Regions from separate parts of the Lactuca sativa genome. Here region 1 is linked to region 2. The links are chromatin contacts, called in public Hi-C maps. All regions are on one chromosome and are shown on one strand. The core of a region is the stretch at or near the end of the contact, and the rest is flanking DNA. Distances in the headings are between cores, read along the strand shown.

What was found. Hi-C and Micro-C count contacts between places; a contact is called where the count stands out from the background.
Region 1: a Hi-C map of seed shows a contact between it and region 2, with 5 times the contacts expected there. The contact joins the promoter of LOC111899622 here to the promoter of LOC111899609 in region 2. A contact is called at or near these places in 2 of 4 Hi-C or Micro-C datasets (leaf and seed).

Annotation. Positions count from the first base shown.
Region 1 is chr5:6,411,388-6,416,724 of Lsat_Salinas_v11, reverse strand. LOC111899622 (phosphatidate cytidylyltransferase 1) reads right to left here and starts at 3,666. Exons shown (of 11, transcript XM_023895463.3): 1 at 3,580-3,666; 2 at 3,204-3,457; 3 at 2,929-3,080; 4 at 2,691-2,832; 5 at 2,397-2,553; 6 at 2,204-2,251; 7 at 2,051-2,133; 8 at 1,769-1,901; 9 at 1,638-1,694; 10 at 1,433-1,516; 11 at 1,075-1,343. The coding sequence starts at 3,666. The coding sequence ends at 1,257.
Region 2 is chr5:6,261,767-6,267,764 of Lsat_Salinas_v11, reverse strand. LOC111899609 (65-kDa microtubule-associated protein 1) reads left to right here and starts at 2,449. Exons shown (of 10, transcript XM_023895444.3): 1 at 2,449-2,606; 2 at 3,684-3,780; 3 at 3,967-4,170; 4 at 4,262-4,513; 5 at 4,599-4,814; 6 at 4,887-5,042; 7 at 5,122-5,433; 8 at 5,532-5,619. The coding sequence starts at 3,709.

The DNA of each region.
Region 1 (5,337 bases), core at 2,417-4,916, 150 kb before region 2:
TTTGGGTAAATGTTTAGATTCGGGTATTAGCACTACAAGGCTATATGTTCACACTCAGAGGAAACTACGGCTAGTTGGATGCCTAGACTTCTAGAAAAAAAAAACTCAATCACAAAAGCAAAACACATGGCTATTGCATATGTAAATAAAGAGCTTATAATATGGTTGTAAAACTTCTTATGAGAGTTTGGAATGAAGTAAAAAAATAACCAAAATGAAGTTTATCTTTGAAAGAGTCCAATATATCATAGTAGAACGAAGCACATGCGAATGAGATATCAATTCATCGGCTTAATGATAAGTGATGGCAGGTAGTCACTCATAAATGTCCTTTGTACAAGAATCCCCCAGATTTGTTTACTAAGTGATGACAATAGAAACCTTTTGATAGGCCTTTAGATCATGATTGATGAATAGGCATCAGACTAGAGGTATAGTAGCTTACACGGTTTTAGGTTTACGAGAGTTACATGCTTATCAGTTGTTCTTCGGTAGAAGATTGTTGCATTTGATGATTTTTGAATGCTATTTTAGGCCCGATTTCTCTCTACATACTTCTAAACTGTATTTTAAAACCAATATGAAATCATTGTAGTTCAGTTGTGGATGATGTAGCACGTTTACGCTAAGCACGTGCACAATGTAAATTCTTGTATTTCATTATTTCCTTGCATTTTAAATTTGTATCTATGTGTGTAGATCATATTCCTACCATGTATGGAATTGTTAAATCAATGATCATGGTTCAAGACTTGCTATTAACAAGATGTGTAGTTACTTTCATATTGAAATAAGGATGGCGATCATTTAGGGCATAAACATTTTTTGGAACATACCCAACTTATGTCTTATTGGGGTGTTTGTGTTTCGATGTTGGTTTTAAAAATTCAAGAAAACCCCCAAATCTATTTTTAAATGTAATGTGGATTTTAAACTTTATTTTGCAGTTAAATCTAATTTTGGCTAGTGGTTAACTTATATATAACAAAAACAAAATAATTAATTTCAGAACAATCAATAGTATCAGCTAATGCAGTTGTTTGAGATATATAGACATGAATCAAGTTGGCATCTAACAGCAATTACAGTTGTTTTCATCCTAAATTACATCGTGATTCAGGAGGTACATACAATCAAAACAGAATAAAAAATCTCTAAAGAATGAATGAATATAATACTACAAGTATGTATGGACGTATTCAGTGTCACCAGTATCACTTTCTGTGGTGTGTAAATGAAGAACAAACCAAATCAAATCAATTCTGGATTTGTCTCGCGTCTATTATTTCCTTCAGTTTCGTGAGTAGTAACACCTGCTCCTCAAAATTAAGGCTTCCTAATATCTATTCCAGAAAAAATAAAAAAGATGATAAGATATCATATTAACGATAATAGAAATCCACATTAAAGATAGATTATCTCATATACCTACCTGTTCCAATAGGATCTCGACTGGATAATATTGTGGGATAACAAAAGACTGATGGTAGATGTAAGCAAAAACAGCCATAACCATCTGCAACCATTACAAAACACACACACAAGAACAACATTTAATGATAAATTTATGATTTGATTAGCTTGTATGTTTGAAAAACATATTGAAGGACATCAATCAATCGAGAAATGCTAATTACCTGACAATCCATTCTATCAGTAAAGCCACCATGTCCTGGAATACTGCCACCGAAATCCTAGAAAGTTGAAAACATGTTAATAATTAATAGATGCAAAAGTTGTGGTTTTAAGCATAACAATCATGACACACCTTGATATTAAAGGCCCTCTTAAACCCACTTGCGAAAAACCCTCCAAATGGTGCAATAACCGATGCAAACAAACCAAGGCATAAAGCGTGCCACTGCACTGGTAAAACTGATATCTCTTTCCATGGCAACTGCGTGCGTGCAATGTTTTACAACAAGTTAGGTGTTGTTTCTTGCTCTTAATGGGCCTAATGAGTTAACAACTTAATCTGGACAGCTATCTATACATTGCTGCGACTTAATGAAAAAAAGAACCCTTATACTTTCAGGTGCATGCTAAAAATTGACTTACCCCACTGGGTAACTCAAATATTTCTGGTGTAAAGATAGGACCAGGATCACATTGCAGCCAACTTGTGGATAAATCCTACATAGAAGACTCTTTGTAAAATTACATTTTCTGGTTAATTGTGGAAAAATGAGGTATTTGAACATACCCTTCTTGGGCATGTAAACCACTGGAAGCGACCCAAAACGTTTGCAAGCTACATATATAAAAGATTAGTTAATATGTTTAATTAGAAGATTAGAGTAATGACTTCAGACCCCTTGAAGTGCACTTCTTTCTTAACTAGTGATAAAACAAAAATAAACCGGGAAATATTCTTTTAGCTTTGAAAATAAGCTAACCATAAATGCTGAAATAACTGTTGTGACTGATGCTCCTAAAAAGCCCTCCCATGTCTTCTTTGGAGAAAGCTTGATAAGGGGCGTCTTCCCAAAGAAAAAACCAAAGAAATATGCAGCGACATCATTAATTGCAATAAGTGATGCTGGCAGGAGAAACCTTCAACATTTAATAAAATTTTGATGACTTCAAGAGATGATAAATCATTGTGACATTGCCTCTTGAACAATACTCATATAATACTACAATATAATCATAATAAATGAATGAGAATGATTTGGGGGAACTGGGACTACCAGAATATCCCTTCAAAGATATTTGCAGCAGTGAAGGACGATTGTGTGAATACTACTATCAATATCATGTGTGTCCATGCATACTGACTAAACTGATATTTGTACATCTTCGCCTTTAGTGTAAGAATGAACCACATGAACCCTGTATCAAATAGGACCTTTGTAAGAAAAAGCTTCCAAGAATAATTCTGATTTATATGTTATCAAAAACAACTTAAGGAAAAGACATAAAATGCACCTGTGATGTACAAGAAATAACAGATAACCATCTGATACTTCATAAAACTGGTTGCAAGATTGTAGAAGAATTTTTCAGGAGTTACAGCATGCATTATCTGTTGGCTGAGAATGCGACCATACACGAACAACATTGCAGTGAAGAAGAAATGCCTGTAAAACCATGTTTCCATTTACTCGTTACTCATAATATACATATATATGTTATCATCAATATTGCAACAATTAATATATAATTAAGGAGATCAGTTGTAAACAAACAAAACGGGTTCTTACCAGTTGAGAAGTCTGAAGCCTGGAAGACGCCTATCTTCATGAGCTCTTCTAAGTAAATTGAAGAGCTCACTTGCCATTAAGATTTGTATGACAACAATCATGCCCCAGAGATAAAGATGACCTAAATACACAACCAATATGAAGCCCACAAGCATCCACACCGAAGAATATGTTCGGATCCACATTGATCTGTATTTGTTTTGGTCATTCACGAGCAAATCACTTCCATTTACCTTCATGACATCTGGAAAAGCCTATAAAAATACGGAAACATTCTATCATTAATTGCATCCGGGTTAGTAAATAAGGTAAAAGTTTGTAACCAAATTAGGATCTTTATAAGAATTGAGGTACTAGACTTGGACATCCTACCAACCTCAGTTGATTTTCTCCTATTCCGAGCTCGGGCATTTGAAGCTGATCTAGGGCTTTGAAGATCTCTCTCCATTATTCTAAAATTCATTTTGGAAGGCTGGAATAAAATCTATGTGCACCTAAAGAAGCCAAGCAAGCGTACAAGAAAAATGTTATGTTATTAAGATTCATTAAGGATGTTCAAACATGCTACATATAAAGGCAAGTAAAATCAACACGATGTCTTATCAAGGAATTGGATTGAAGTGTTTAACAAATTAAGGTGTAACTTTTAGTTTAAAATTTGTCAAAAGGAAATGTTGCAAATATGATCAAACATCACAAAATGGAATTCCTAGTAGTTTTCATTAGTGAGAAGGAGCAGCAAATAGAATTTTTTTTAGAGTGAGAATCTAAGTTAAAAGACTTTCTCCCCCCTACACCATTAATTAATGGCTTAATGCCGAAAGGATCACCTAGCTAACTTGCTTCTAGAATGTTCTGACGTACATATTTAGCAAAGACGATGATCATGGATTTCAAATCCAGGTCCTGGAGCGAGGCATTTATTGATGTTTTTGATTATCGGACATAATCCACCGATTGGATGCCATCAACCTCACACAATGAATTCAGGTACGTTGGATAATATATAACCCGTGAATCGTGATCCATCATGCAAATTTGAATTCGTTTGTTGATCTAACTCGAATTTTTAAATAAAAAGTGATATTGCCGATTCAGAATTGCTTCAAATTCATAAGAAAACGAGATGAATGGCAGTACATAAGCATGCAATTGAGGGAAAACAAGAATCCGATATAAAACTTATCAATGAGAGAGAGAGAGAGAGAGATCTTACGTGCATTAATTTGATTTCTAGATTTCTAGTAATGATATGATGAATATCTGTAGGTATAGATTCCTCTTGGTTCATGGATATCGGAATATCTGATCACCGAAAAGGCATTGGTAATTAAATTCTCTTTGAAGAACGAATTGAAGGTGACGAGCATGCGAATCAACCCTCCCCGCTTCATTCCCTGCTGGAAGGCGTTGAAATGATTCAAAACAACATATTCTTTTGTTTAAGGTCGTGTGTTTTTGTTTGGGTAAATTACAAATTTTGTCCCTTCACTTTGAGATCACGAGCAGTTTGGTCCCTTGAAAATAATAAAAATGAAACGGAACAATTTTTTTTCCCGATGTCATGAAACATTTATTTGACTACTAGATCAAGTCTTTGGTACACCATAACCGAAGTCATGAACCAAACCTTTTATTTATTTATTTATTTATTTATTTTTATTTTTTTTATTTTTTATATGGTAAGTTTTTGTTTGTGATGATAAGATTTGTGACATGTTATTGACTCTTTAAAAATGTATGTTTTTGAGTTTTTTTAAGACCGTTTTATATAAGGACGAAGCCATAATTTATTTTCAGAGAGGTCCTTATAAATTAATTGGATATATATATATATATATATATATATATATATATATATATATATATATATATATATATATATATAAAAGCAAAAAAAGAAAAAAAGATTTTTTGAGATTTTTGAGGGTGAACCTGGGCCTACCCTGGCCCATAGGTAGCTCTGCCCTTGGCTTTATAGGCCGTTCACGTTAATGAATTGTTACTTATCTTTCAAGCATTACAGGTTACTTTTACAATAATTAATTACTACATCAAAGTAATGCAACTCATCATTTCAAAATGGTCTTCATACATCAACAATTACTTTATACTCCCTCCGTTCCAATATTAT
Region 2 (5,998 bases), core at 1,200-3,699:
ATTAAAAATAAACGATTAGAATCCATGTTGATACCACTTGCATTATCTCATAATCGTATAAAGGATACATATTTCAAGTACGAGTGTCCAAAATATTTGAAAATCGAAAATCTGAACATAAAAACCTAAAAATTGTACTGGTTTTCAAGTTAACCGAACCGATATTTTTGAATTTTTCGGTTTGGTTAACCGAACAGACAAAATCTTCGGTTTTTCGGTTCGGTTACGATTCATGCGTTTTGCTGCGGATGGTTAACCGAAAAACCAAAATTATTTTCTATTTTTTTTAAATATTATTTATGTTTAGACGTTTAAGTTAATATCAAATTATTTCGTATAATTTTCAATTACAATGAATAATTGTCATATTATTTATATTTTCCATTAAACAAATAATTGTCGATCATTAACATTTGTTATAAATATACATAATTTACATTTCATCACCATTTCACATAAATAACTAAATATTTGACTATCTTTTATCTATTAATTAAAAATATATTTTTTTTATTAGTTGATATCATTTTTCATATTCCACGGATATTTGATAATTCATTCAAATCTCTTTATTAATAGAAACAACAATATAATTAAACAAAATATATGGATTATTCATTGCAAGTCATTCCTTTTTAGGAAATTTCTTATGGGGTTTGATAATCTTAACATATTTTTGTTAGTTAGTAGAGATTAATTGGTTAACCAGATAACCGAACCGAAAAAATCGGTTAACCGAATGCTGATTAACCTGATTTTTTTTTTTTAGGTTTAGGTTCAAGAAATTGACAAACCGATAGTCTTGGTTAACCTTCCGAAATATGTTTTCGGTTTGGTTGACCATCCATGAACACCCCTAATTTCAAGTTAGGGGTGAGCATAGATAGTGGGTACCCGCTTTTGGAACCAAAATCGCTTCGGGACTGTCAGTTCTGGAACCGAAAATCGAGGTCACGGGTTTCGATTCTGGTTACTAAAAGTTGGAACCGCCAAGGACTAGTTCCAATTATGATTTTTATTTTTTAGGAACCGTTACCCGCCGGGTAACCATCAGAACCGGTTCCGAAATATTAAAATTTAAAAATAGTTAATACTTAAATGAATTGGTCGTAACAATGTTTGTCACTAAGACATTTGTTAGGATTATCTAATTGGATCTTAGAGGTAACATGCTAATAAATCGTATTTGCATTTTTTTTTTCTTTCAAAATAAATAGTGTTAATTTGAATACTTGACTGGAAAACAATTTGAACACACATAAGCTCATCCGTATTTTAAGTTGATTACCATCTCATCTCATACACTAAAATAACAAAAAATGGCAATATATATAACATGTGAAATAGCTAATTTTTAATGTTAGTACATTAGGACTCTTCACAAAACATCATTTCAAAGTCTAGTTTTGTTTACATAATGAACTCACCTTGGTTATATACATCAAAGTGAATGATTAGCAGTTCATGTTATTATGACATTAAAATCCAATTTTGGAAAAATTGAAAGAGAAATTCACAGATGCGAATGTTTATGATTTTAATGCACAAATTGTATATTAAAAATTTGTAAGTTCGTAGATGACCATGCAAAAAAAAAAAAAAAAAAACCGAAGAACACATGTATCGTAGATAAGTAGAGAGAAAATCGCAAATGTTTGTATGTAATATGTGATAAAATTACCATTTTTTATACATGAATTAAAATCGCAGTCAAGGTAATGAAAACGTTGACGCCTAGCTCTCACCTGTAATTTCATTAGTTAAAACTGAAAAAATCTTAAATTTTTAGTTATTTAGAAAAAAAAAAATAAGAAAAATAACTATTTTTACCTCTATCCAAGGTTCTAAAAAGCTCGTCATGGCTCCGCCATGGCGCGCCACGACTCCGCCATGGCGCGCCACGACTCCAAGGCTTACACCTGCCGCCAAGCTTTGCCAAAACGCCGCCTTAACTCATATATGTGTATAAAAATGAATAATAGTTGAAAATACATATAAAAGTATTAATTATATAGAAAATTTCCGGCTTAAGTCACGCCTTACAAACGTCGTGACTCGCCAAGGCTCGGAAAAGCTTGAAGCTTGACATTGCCGCCAAGTCACGCCTTACGTTATTTAGAACATTGCCTCTATCTCTTAAAACACCTTACTTTGAAAGTTTAGTATTAGCCACTTTAGTTGTAGTGTATATATATATATATATATATATATATATATATATATATATATATATATATATATATATATATATATATATATATATATATATATAATTTTTATTTTGTGTGCGATAAGCCGATAACAAACACTTATTTCTTCAAATATAATAGGGTCCAGTCAATAAATATTTAAAGTCAAAAGGTCTCTTCCTTGGGTCAAACCATCCAAGGGCAAAATAATTTAATGTCATTTTCGTAAATAATCCAGAAATCACGGGTGCACATATATCAAAAATATTCAGGACATCGTCACATCTGTTTCTCACTCCTCCCCTTTTTGCTCTCTCTTCGTCTTCTTCTCGACAACAGGAAACATCTAGCCCAGAAGAACGCTCAGATCTGTGACCACAAAAGCTTCGCGAAAACCTAATCCAGGGTACAATATTTGTAAGTAATATTTCCTGCTTCATCGTTATTATAAATGTACTTGCTTTTCGTACGCTTTTGATACATGAGTACACTGTTAGCTCCTGTATGGACCTGAAGTCGACGCTTGCTCGAGATCTATGACTTTCGAAGTTCGCAAATAGTTGAATTTTGAAATTAACTGTTCCTTGGTCATAGATTGGGGTACATTTGTGCATTATTGAGGTTTTAGAGAGGTCAATTGGTTTAATTAGAGTATGTGTTTTTTGATGATATTAGATCTTAATTCTTGGACGATTGTTTAGTTTTTGTGTATTGAAGATAGGTTTGAGTGGAAATGAACTTTTTGATATATTATCATTTTTTTTCTCTGTATATGCAGTGTCATATATAGATTCGGGTACGTACATTTGTGTATTATCGAAGTTTTAGGAAGACGAAATTGCTAAGTGAGTTACGTTTTTTTTTTTTTTTTTTTAAACGATTTTTCGTTTTTTGTGTAGTGGAGGTAAGTTTGAGTGGAAATCAACCTTTTTATTTCGTATCATATTTTCTCCGTAAATACAGTATTTTAACAATTTTTTAATATACGCAAATTGATGTCCTTCAAATTGTGAGTGTTTTGAAAATAGAGTTCCTTTTGTGACCAATTGTAGTTACTGTAGTTATAGATTGAACAATGCAAATCATGATGGATTAGTAGATATGCTGCATCCTGCATATGCATATTATTCGTTTTGCAGATTATGCTGCACTTGTGTATCTAGTGTGTTCTACACAAATGTCCAATAGATTTACCATATCCCAAATTCCTACAATAGAACTTATGTTGGCTTATCCATATAATTAGAGTATGCAACAATCCAGAATGAATACCATGCAGACTTCTAGTCAGCCACTCTTATGTAAAGTGGTTGGTGATGATTCTGTTGGGAATCTCTCTAACTGAACATTTATGTTTCTCCTACTTTTTATTCTATCAACAATAGTTGACCCGTTTAAGTATCCCAACCATGTTTTAGCAAATTGCAGCTAATAAGTTTGCCATTTTTCACATTGGCATTTCATACAACGTTTGATTGCTAACTGTTGATGCAGGCTAGGTAGATTGGGGTGATACGAAATGGCAGAGGTGGATGTTCAAAATCCTCTTCTTGGTGATACAACCTGCGGTTCGTTACTGCATCAGTTGCAGGTGAAATATGATTTCACATGCTCGTTTTCCATTTTTGTTGTTAAAGAAATTTGTTTTTTTTTTCACTTTCACAGTTTCACTCACATAATCTCAGCTAGAATGAAGTGACTAATAATGTTTATGGGAAGGTTAACTTTTTGTGGGCACTAAACTGACTATTGAGTGATAATTTCTATATTAATGCAGAAAATTTGGGATGAGGTTGGTGAAAGCGACGAGGAAAGGGATAAGATGCTTCTTCAGCTAGAACAAGAGTGCTTGGATGTGTACAAGAGGAAAGTTGACCAGGCTGCAAAGTCAAGGGCACACCTTCTTCAGGCACTGGCAGATGCTAAACTTGAACTTTCAACCCTTCTTGCATCCCTTGGAGAGAAAACGTTTGTTGGAATTGTACGTATCTTGTTGTTTTTTTTTCTTTGTAACAAGAGAAATAGACAATTCATGACACCTTTTTCTGTATATCATGTTGACTTATATGTAGCCTGAGAAGACATCAGGAACCATTAAGGAACAACTTGCTGCTATTGCACCAGCTCTAGAACAATTGTGGAAGCAGAAAGAAGAGAGGATAAAGGATTTCTCAGATGTACAAACACAAATACAAAAAATATGCGGAGAAATTGCAGGGAGTAGTAATCAGCAGGCAGGAAGCCCAAAAGTCGACGAGTCTGACTTATCTTTGAAGAAATTGTCAGAATTCCATGACCAGTTAAAAGAGCTCCAAAAGGAGAAAGTACAATTTTACCCTCAACCATTTAGCCAGTCATCTGTTTAGTTATAGACTACTGACACTGATAGTAACATTGATTTTTTGTTAGAGTGATAGATTGCACAAGGTCCTGGAACTTGTGAGCACTGTACATGACCTTTGTGCTGTCCTTGGGATCGATTTCTACAGTACAGTGACAGAGGTGCATCCAAGCTTAGATGATGCAACTGGGGTGGCCTCCAAAAGCATAAGCAATGACACCCTAGCTAGGCTTGCTAAAACGGTTATAGCTTTAAAAGAAGATAAGAAGCAGAGGTTAAAGAAGGTATGCCATTTTCCACCTCCTTATGTCTCTCCTAAAATCATATTATGACATGTTTTTCTTTCTGTTTTGCAGCTTCAAGAGTTAGCAACTCAGCTAATTGATCTTTGGAATTTGATGGATACGTCTGAAGAAGAGCGTAGTTTGTTTGATCATGTTACTTGTAACATCTCAGCTTCAGTGGATGAAGTAACTGTCCCAGGGGCTCTTGCTCTTGATTTGATTGAACAGGTATAAAAAAAATCTTAGTTGTTCTTTAAGAAACAAAATAAGGAGCGTGGTTGGTAATTCATATGATTTTGTTATGTAGGCTGAGGTGGAAGTTGAAAGGCTAGATAAGCTTAAATTTAGCAGAATGAAAGAGATTGCATTTAAGAGGCAAGGCGAGCTTGAAGAGATTTTTGCACATGCACACATTGAGATCGACTCGCAAGCTGCTAGAGAGAAAATTTTGACGCTGATTGATTCTGGGAGTGTCGAGCCTTCTGAGTTGCTAGCAGACATGGATAATCAAATCATAAAAGCCAAGGAAGAAGCAATCAGTAGGAAAGATATATTGGATAAAGTTGAGAAGTGGATGTCAGCATGTGAAGAAGAAAGCTGGCTTGACGATTACAATAGGGTAATCTTTTTCTTTTTCTTTTTTGCAAATTAACCCTGAAAAATTAATAGCTGAAACATGTTTGATGGTTTAATTTTTTGACTTCATACTCATAACAGGATGACAACAGATATAATGCAAGCAGAGGTGCACACTTAAATCTGAAGCGAGCAGAAAAGGCCAGAATTTTGGTCAACAAAATTCCGGGTAATATGCCAGCCAAACTTTTTGTTTCTGTTGTCATGGGTGTTAATTTTTTTTATCCAATGCTTGCGTTAGAGTTATTTGACCTTTTGCAGAGATTTTTACTATAATATAAATTTGACTAAACTACATAAGCATCCTGTGGTTCTGCAAAAAATATTCATCCTTAACCTTTTTCCATCCCTGAAAGCAAATATGGATTGTAACCCTTTTTAGTCCAAAGCCGATGAAAAAATGACTATTTTGCTCTTATTTGATTTTTTTTTTTTGAAAAAATCATATAAGGGTAAAGCAGTAATCCTTAGGTTGGCTAGAGACGTAATGGATCATTACAATACTTGCTTTCAGGGACAGGGACGAAAAAGATTAGGATGAGGACCAA